2 separate regions of the Pelodiscus sinensis genome follow, and region 1 is linked to region 2. The links are chromatin contacts, called in public Hi-C maps. All regions are on one chromosome and are shown on one strand. Each heading gives the region's core, a stretch centred on a gene start, on an enhancer-like site or on the middle of the called end of the contact. The rest is flanking DNA. Distances are from core to core; before and after follow the strand shown.

Region 1 (3,767 bases), core at 1,226-3,725, 490 kb before region 2:
CTTTGAATTGACTTTTCTTCTGGGATCTTTGCCTTCAGCTTAGTTGACTGGAACATTTGTAAGGTAGGGTATGTGAAGGTCAGTAATTCTACCTCGCCACAGCTACCCTCACCAGTCAGAACAACTTCAGAACTAAAGAGTTCTCCTACATTGTACTTAGATGTTAAGATCCAGAAGTGAGCAAAAAGTTATTCTCTTTAATTTCTATGACAGGACAAGAAGCAATGGGCTTAAATTGCAGCAAGGAAAGTGTAGGTTGGACAGCAGGAAAAAACTACTTTTCAGAGTGATTAAGCACTGGAATAAATTGCCTACGAAGGTTGTGGACATTTTTGGAAATTGAAATTTTTTAAAAACAGGTTAGACAAACACCTGTCCAGGATGGTCTAGATTGTGCTTGGTCCTGCCACAAGTACAGGGGACTGGCGTTGATGATGAACTCACGAGGTTCCTTCGAGTTCTATTATTCTTTGATTCAGAAAGGTAAAAAACATAGTATATAATGTTGCCCATTTATTCTGTCATTTATTTTTATTGAATTGTAAAATAAAATAAAATGCTAATTTTGTCACAAAAGATTGAGTAGACATTAAAAACTTACATTTGGTTTAAAATATTTTTATAAAGACAAGCTTTTACATACCTTAAAACCATTACAAAAGTTAAATCCTCCCCAAATTAAAACAATTCATTAATTTTTTTCCTTCCTGAGCTGAAAAATCACACATTGCATCAGAAGGCTGGTCTAAACACACTTTATATACTGATTTTAGCTAAATTGGCTTAAAAACTGATTTTAGTTAAGTAGGTGTAACTTTTGTCTTAAATAGTATTAAGCTTAATCATCATAAGGTATTTTTAAATTATCAGAGTTTGAGATAAGTGTACCTGTCATTCCCTCCCTCTACCTATAGATAGTCCCTTAATTCTCTTCTTCTAGGTTGGGGATTTGGACAGAAATTTCCTCTCACATTTCATTGTGATCACTGTCTGTGCCTGACAGACAAAGGTGCTGAACTAAGGCCTTGTCTACACTACCAAGTTTTGTCTGCAAGACTTGTGTCAACATGCAAAGTTCACAAAATAAAGATCACCAGGTGTTCACACATGTTGACAGATCATGTCCACATTGGGGTCACTATTACTGACAGTGTGAACAATGCACAGTGAGCAAGTCAGAGCTGATCACTGCACATTCTGGGATTCCCACAGCCTCCTTAGCTGCCAGGAGCAGCATCATGAGTAGCTCTGTGAGCTCTCCATCCATAGAAATGTCAAAGCAGCATAGCAGTCTGCCTACTGCTGTGCACCAGTGCAGGGGCATTCCAACTATTTGCTTTTTGTTTGTTCTCCAAAGGAAACAGCACACTCAGTTGTCAGGTACTTTCAGGAGCCTTAAAAGGGGGAGAGGACCACATGCCTGTAGGACAATAGAGATCAAAACACTGAGCAGAGTCATCAGAGCAGTCATTGTGGGATACTGGTAGAAGCCATTTCAGTGGATAAAAGGAACTGCAAAAGGAGTCTGTCCTAGCTTTTTGTCAACAATAAAGGGAGGGGAAAAGAAAAAAAGTATGTTGTATGTGTGAAAGATTGTTTTTCTCTGAAACTGGGTATTTTTCTCAACAAGTGTCACATTGGTACATGCATGCTCCAGTTTCCAAAAGGCAGTTTTGGGCAACAAAACTTTATAGTGTAGACAAGGCTTAAGTCATTGTGTCTGAGTTAGTTGAGCACCCAGCAGTCCTGCTGGTAAACTATCTTCCACATGGATAGGGACAAGGGTGCTTAACACAGGGTCTCTCTCTCTTGGTCAGTTACATGTCAGTTCTTCAGTGTAAGCTCTCTCCCTATATCCCAATTTTCAGTTGTTTATCAGGTTAAGCAAGTAAATGCCATTTCCTCCATGGGCCAAGGCTATTTCAGATTAGCTACCTACCTAAAAATGAACACTGATAATCCCTCCACCTACAAGATTTTACTTCCCTCAGTAAACACCTATCCACAAGTCATGGGGAGAAAACCCTCACTAATATGGCCCCCAACTGAGAAGCAGAAAGACACTCCACCACATTCCCCTCACACACCAAAGCCTAGTGGGGCCCAGGCTAGATTGTGTGTGCTCCAGCCCAGCTGTGGGGCAGCAGAGGCGCTGGAGCACTGTGTGGACTCCTCAGTACTGGGGTGGGTCCTGAGCCTCTGGGGCTGAATCCAACAAAGCCAGGAGCCGCATCTGGCCCTCCGGGTGTGAGGTTCCCCACCCCTTCCCATAAACATATTTGCACAAATTGCTACGCTAGCCTTTGACTATTTCATATTGCAATACAGTCTGTCGCATGCAGCCTTCCAGTTGCCGCGCACAACTGGGGTGTCTCCCCCAGCCCCGCTTTGCTCTCAGGGCACGTTTGAGAGCACAGTAAGGGCAGCGACCCCAGCGGCGGTTCTGCGCATGCTCCCATCTCTGGGGCACGCTCCGGCGCTCAGTGACGCGAGGCTGGTGGGGGAGGGGGAGAAGGCCGCGCGCGCTCGCGCCCCGATTCCTAGCCCAGCCTGTGATTGGTGCAGGCCGCGGACCTGGCGGCCCCGAATGCAAGGCCCCTGCGGCCCGCCGACCCTCAGCCGGGCCCGAGCCCGCTGTACGGCGCAGGGACCCGCACAGGTGAGCGAGGTGCTAGCGCTGGACCAGCGGCGCGGGGGTGGGGGTAGGACAATGGAGGCGGCTAGGCCTTAGCGCAGGCCGCGCCCCTGGGCCTGTGCGCTTTGCTGCCGCCGCCGGGCTCGCCCGCCACCTCCCCGCTCTCGGCCTGTGGGCTGCGCCCGCCGGTGCCTCTTCCTAGGCTGGGCCGGCGCAGGTCCTGGATCCCTCGGCCGAGGGGCCTCTTGGGCGGCCATAAAATGGCGGAAAACAAGATGTCGGCGGTTGGGGCGCGAGAGGTTTCGCTCGCGCGCGCCGCGGGACGGGCTCTGCCTGGCTATTCTCGCTGCACCCTGAACGGGGGCTGAGGGGCGACGGCTCCGGTCCCGCAGCCGCCCGGGCTCCAGGCCTCTGGGCGCCGCAGAGGAGCAGCGGGCCTAGCGGCCCGGGAGAGTAGGGCTCTGCACGGGCCCGGGGAGCGCGCCTGAGGAAGTCCCGCCGAGCTGCAGCCCTGACTCATCACGAGCGCCTTTGTCTTCCCGGCGCGGCGCTCGCACCCCTCCCCCTCCCGCAGAGGCACGGCAGGGGGCGCTGGCGCCCTGCGCGTAGCCGTGCGGCCTCGGGATACCAGGGAAGCTGGGGCCGCAGGGCTCTTAACGTGCCGGGATCCAGGGGCGAGCGAGAGCTGTGCAGCGGCTCCCCCTGCGCTGTCCCTCTATTGCGGCACTGGGTGCTGCCAGCCCTCCGCGCGCAGGCCCGTCCGAGCTGCAGTGTTGCGGTCGTCTCATACGCTGCCACTAGCCAGCGCGCGCACTGGCGCCTCGGACTCGCAAGCACGCGCGCTTGCCAGTACTCTGACCACACGCTGACGACTGGCCTGGTGGTGTTCATGCGCAGGCCCTGCCAGTAGTTAACACACGCACACCCATACACACACACACACCTCTGTGGTGTCTTGGCATATGCTCTGTCAGTGTTTAGTATGCACACTCCTTTCTGTTGTTTTGGGGTGAGCACTTCTATGTCCTCTTGGTATTTACACACTCTATCACATCTTTCTTTTGTGCATATGTGGATGGCCTTCTGTTTTTCAGGTCTCACACCTGTTCTGTCACGGTTGAAGTTTTATTAC
Region 2 (3,625 bases), core at 960-3,459:
CTGTTTCAGCTAGGCAATGGATATCTATGGATATCTATGAAACAGCAATGATTTAAACACATCTATTCTCAAACAAGTTGTCCTGTTGCACCTTAGAGACCAACGTTTATATAAAAAATAATTAGGGCTGTCAAACGATTAAAAATTTAATCACAATTAAATGTGTCTCCCCGTTAAAATGCCACAGCGGCGTTTCAACAGGGCAGCACTGCATGGAGCCTGGGAACAGCTGGAGTCCCCAGCTGATCCCTGGATCCATGCAGTGCTGCCCCATTGAAATGCCGCTGCAGTGTTCCAAAAGGGCTTTGCAATGCAGAGCCGGGGATCAGCTGGGAACTCCAGCTGATCCCCAGTTCTGCTTGTGCTACCCCTTTAAAGCACTGTAGCAACACTTCAAAGGAGCACTACAGCACTAACACCTGCCATTATATGTGTTAAACTTATCACATTAATCCTGTCCCATGTTAATTGCAGGCATTAATGCAGGTCATTTGACAGCCTTAATTTATATTAGTATCACAAACTTCCTCAGATGAGCAAAGTGGAGAAAAAAGTGGGAACCTCACAATTTATACCAGAAGGGGAGGGGAAAGTACCTGTCAATTATGATGTTGCTGCTGCGGCTAATTGAGTGGGCAAATTTAAAAGACAATGAATAGTCTAGCAGCACCTTAAAGACTAACAAAACATGTAGATGGTCTTTAAGGTTAAGCTAGACTATTTGTTTAAGCTTTTCCAGTTACAGACTAAGGGCTATGTCTTGTTAGTCTTTAAAGTGCTACATAGTCCTGTATTTTGCTTCAGCTACACCAGACTAACATGGCTACACTTCTATTACTTTTTTTCCCCCCACTCCCTCTCCCTTCTTTTTTCTGTTTATAAATTGTGACAGTCTCCCCTTTTTCTTCACTCTGATCTGAGGAAGTGGGTTTTGCTCATAAAAAGTCACAATACTACACATTGAACCTCCTAGATCCGGGACTCCCTGGTCCAACAACATCTGTAGTCCAACAGGATCATACATGTTGCTGGACCAGAGAGCGCCATTGCCCAGGAGTGCAAACCAGTTGTGAGTCAAGCAGCACAGCAGAGCCCCCCACCATTGAAACTGGCCAGCCCTGGGGCTAACTGAAGCAGGGCAGCAACAGCTTGGGAGCTCCATCCCCAGAGAGCCTCAGCCAGCTGGCAAAAGCAGGCCAGTGCCAAACCCAAACCCTATAGCAGCAGAGATGGAGGGAGCGGTGGTGTCCCAGGAGGCTGGTGGCAAGGGACCTCCTCTGATCCAGTAATTTCCCTCATTTGGGAAAGGTCAGGACCAGAGGGTGCCGGACTAGAGAGAGCCAAGCCATATATTTATTAGTTTTTAAGGTGCTACAAGACTACATGTTGCTTTTTAAAGTTCTAGACTAACATGGCTATCCCCTCTGAGACATCTACTCTCAGTTCAGGTATTTGCACAGAAAATCCCTTTATAAGTGAATACAAAAAAGGAACATTTATAATAGTTTTCTGGTACATATTTTACTGTGTGTCAATCAAATATTTGAAAACTAACAATTTCCTCCAAATCAAGACATCAGCTCTTGTTGATGAGTGAAATTTAGAGACTGTCAGTATCTACCACATACAAAGAAGAACCTGTCGCCTAACATTTAATTTTAAATGCTTTAAATACTTAAGGGTATTTGACTCAACCAGGCGGAAGACTGCCTCATGTAGGCATGGTCATAGGTGTATACAAGGCTAATAGATACCACAGGAACACCTGCCCTGGTACCAACCCCCCTCAGATCCATGTTCCATTCCCTCATCCACCTCCTTGCTAAAGTCCCTACTGCCGCCTCCCTGCGCTGATCCCGCGAGCACACTTGTCAAACCCTCCCAGGCCTCAACCCCTCCAACTGTGCCCGCGCGGCGGCTGCCTGTGGCCACTCGGTCCCGCTGGCCCCGTGCACGGCCCCGCCCCTACGGCGCAACAGGCCTTACGACCCCCTGCCTCACCCCCACAGCTCTGCCCCTCGTCCCTGGACGCTACCGGCCAAAGCCACAGACCCGGCGCGAGCGCGCGACTCGCTTACCAGTTCCTATCACCACCACATCGAACTCCGAGGGCAGATTATCCGCCATCGTGGGAGGGGGGGGGGGTCGATCATGTGACCTGAGCTGGCGGAAATAACCCAACAACACCAGGCGGGCTGCTGGCGGAAGTAGCTGCTGCTTGGCGCGCCTTGCATTGTGGGCAGCATCTCTCTCGCGAGAGGGACGAATCTCTGCAAGGGGCGCGCTTGACTTAAGCTTGCGCTCCGAGCCGGTGCGTGCGCGCGCGCGCCCGAGTTATGGCTGCCATGCTGCGCGCCCGCCGCCCATGTAGCCCGCTCGCAGGGCTGGGCGGCCCCGGGGCGGTCCGGCCTGCCCGCCTCGCACTCCTGCGCTGCCGCTTCTTTCGGAGATGGCCGCCAAACTGTGCGCGTGTCCGTGCGTGCGGACTGGCCGCTGTGCGCCTGCACTAACCGTCCCTCGCAGCTGCCTTCACTCGCGCCCACCCGCAGTTGTGTCTTTTTAGGGCAAAGACGCAATTAGTGTACAATGGGGAGAATGGATGCCACCCTTCCAGGACTGCCCGGGAGTGTCCTGGCGTCAGCATCCGTCTGCAATGGCTATCGAAACAATCCTGCAGATTTTAATAGGATTTTAAGAAAGTGACATGGTCATGCTGGGGGGAGGGGTCTCAAATAGCTCCAGTCAGAGTTGGCAACCCACTATAGCGGGAAGGGCTATAAAATATTTTAGAAAATAGCTAGTTTCCTTTGTCCACCCTACATTGCCATTCATGGCTCTTCACCTATAGCTGCTCTGGAAACTGTCCAAATTATACAGCAACAGACATTACTAGCTATCCCATATGGGGGAGGGGTGCGAACATACCCTACCAGGGTCCTCCAAGTAAGCATGAGGCTGGGGTGGCATATTGCCCCAGCCTCCTTCTCCCATGTTCCCCAAGGCCAGGGAAAAGCAGGAATGGTGCAGTGCCCCAGTCTCCCTCTCCCACAGCCTAGCCAGCCAGTGGAAGGCTGGGGCTGATTTCCTCATTTCCCCCTCCCCCCCTCCCCCATGACTGTGGGCAGGGCTGGGCTGCGGGGGGGGGGGGGGGGGTGAGGCAGCTAGCAGCCCCTCCCACAGCTCCCATACACCCCCCACAAAAATTCCTGCATTTGGGCCTGCCATGCAATATACTGACTACATTTAAAGCATTCCATTACATTTTGTTCTATTACTACTTCAGTAGCTTAAATATTTGTTGATTAGCATCATTCTTACTTTCTTTCATATTTCTTATCCAAGCATATATATTAATTTTGGTTTTACATTGTAGGATGATTCGTCCTTTCCACAACAGGCACAACAATTGTTATATTTCTGTTGATTTTCTCAAAATTAGTAATATCTTTCTGGTAATGAGATGCCTCTGACCAAATGCATTATTACAGGGGGTAAATCGTTACTTTCTCACTTCCTGATGTTATGCATAAATATGTAGCCCAAAACTGCATTGGCCCTTTTTGCTACCATCTTTTATGTAATTGGTGACATAATTTGTTGTCCAGTGTCACTTCTATGGTAGGTC

Evidence for each region. A called contact is a pair of places that touch in the nucleus more often than the background predicts.
Region 1: a contact with region 2 is called in a Hi-C map of an unstated tissue, with 6 times the contacts expected there. The contact joins the promoter of ZNF711 here to the promoter of CHM in region 2. A contact is called at or near these places in 2 of 5 Hi-C or Micro-C datasets (blood and an unstated tissue).

Annotation. Positions count from the first base shown.
Region 1 is chr13:15,190,860-15,194,626 of ASM4963464v1, reverse strand. It overlaps ZNF711 (zinc finger protein 711), which reads left to right and starts at 2,475. Exons shown (of 8, transcript XM_075940757.1): 1 at 2,475-2,659.
Region 2 is chr13:14,704,388-14,708,012 of ASM4963464v1, reverse strand. CHM (CHM Rab escort protein) reads right to left here and starts at 2,209. Exons shown (of 14, transcript XM_075940753.1): 1 at 2,079-2,209. The coding sequence starts at 2,127.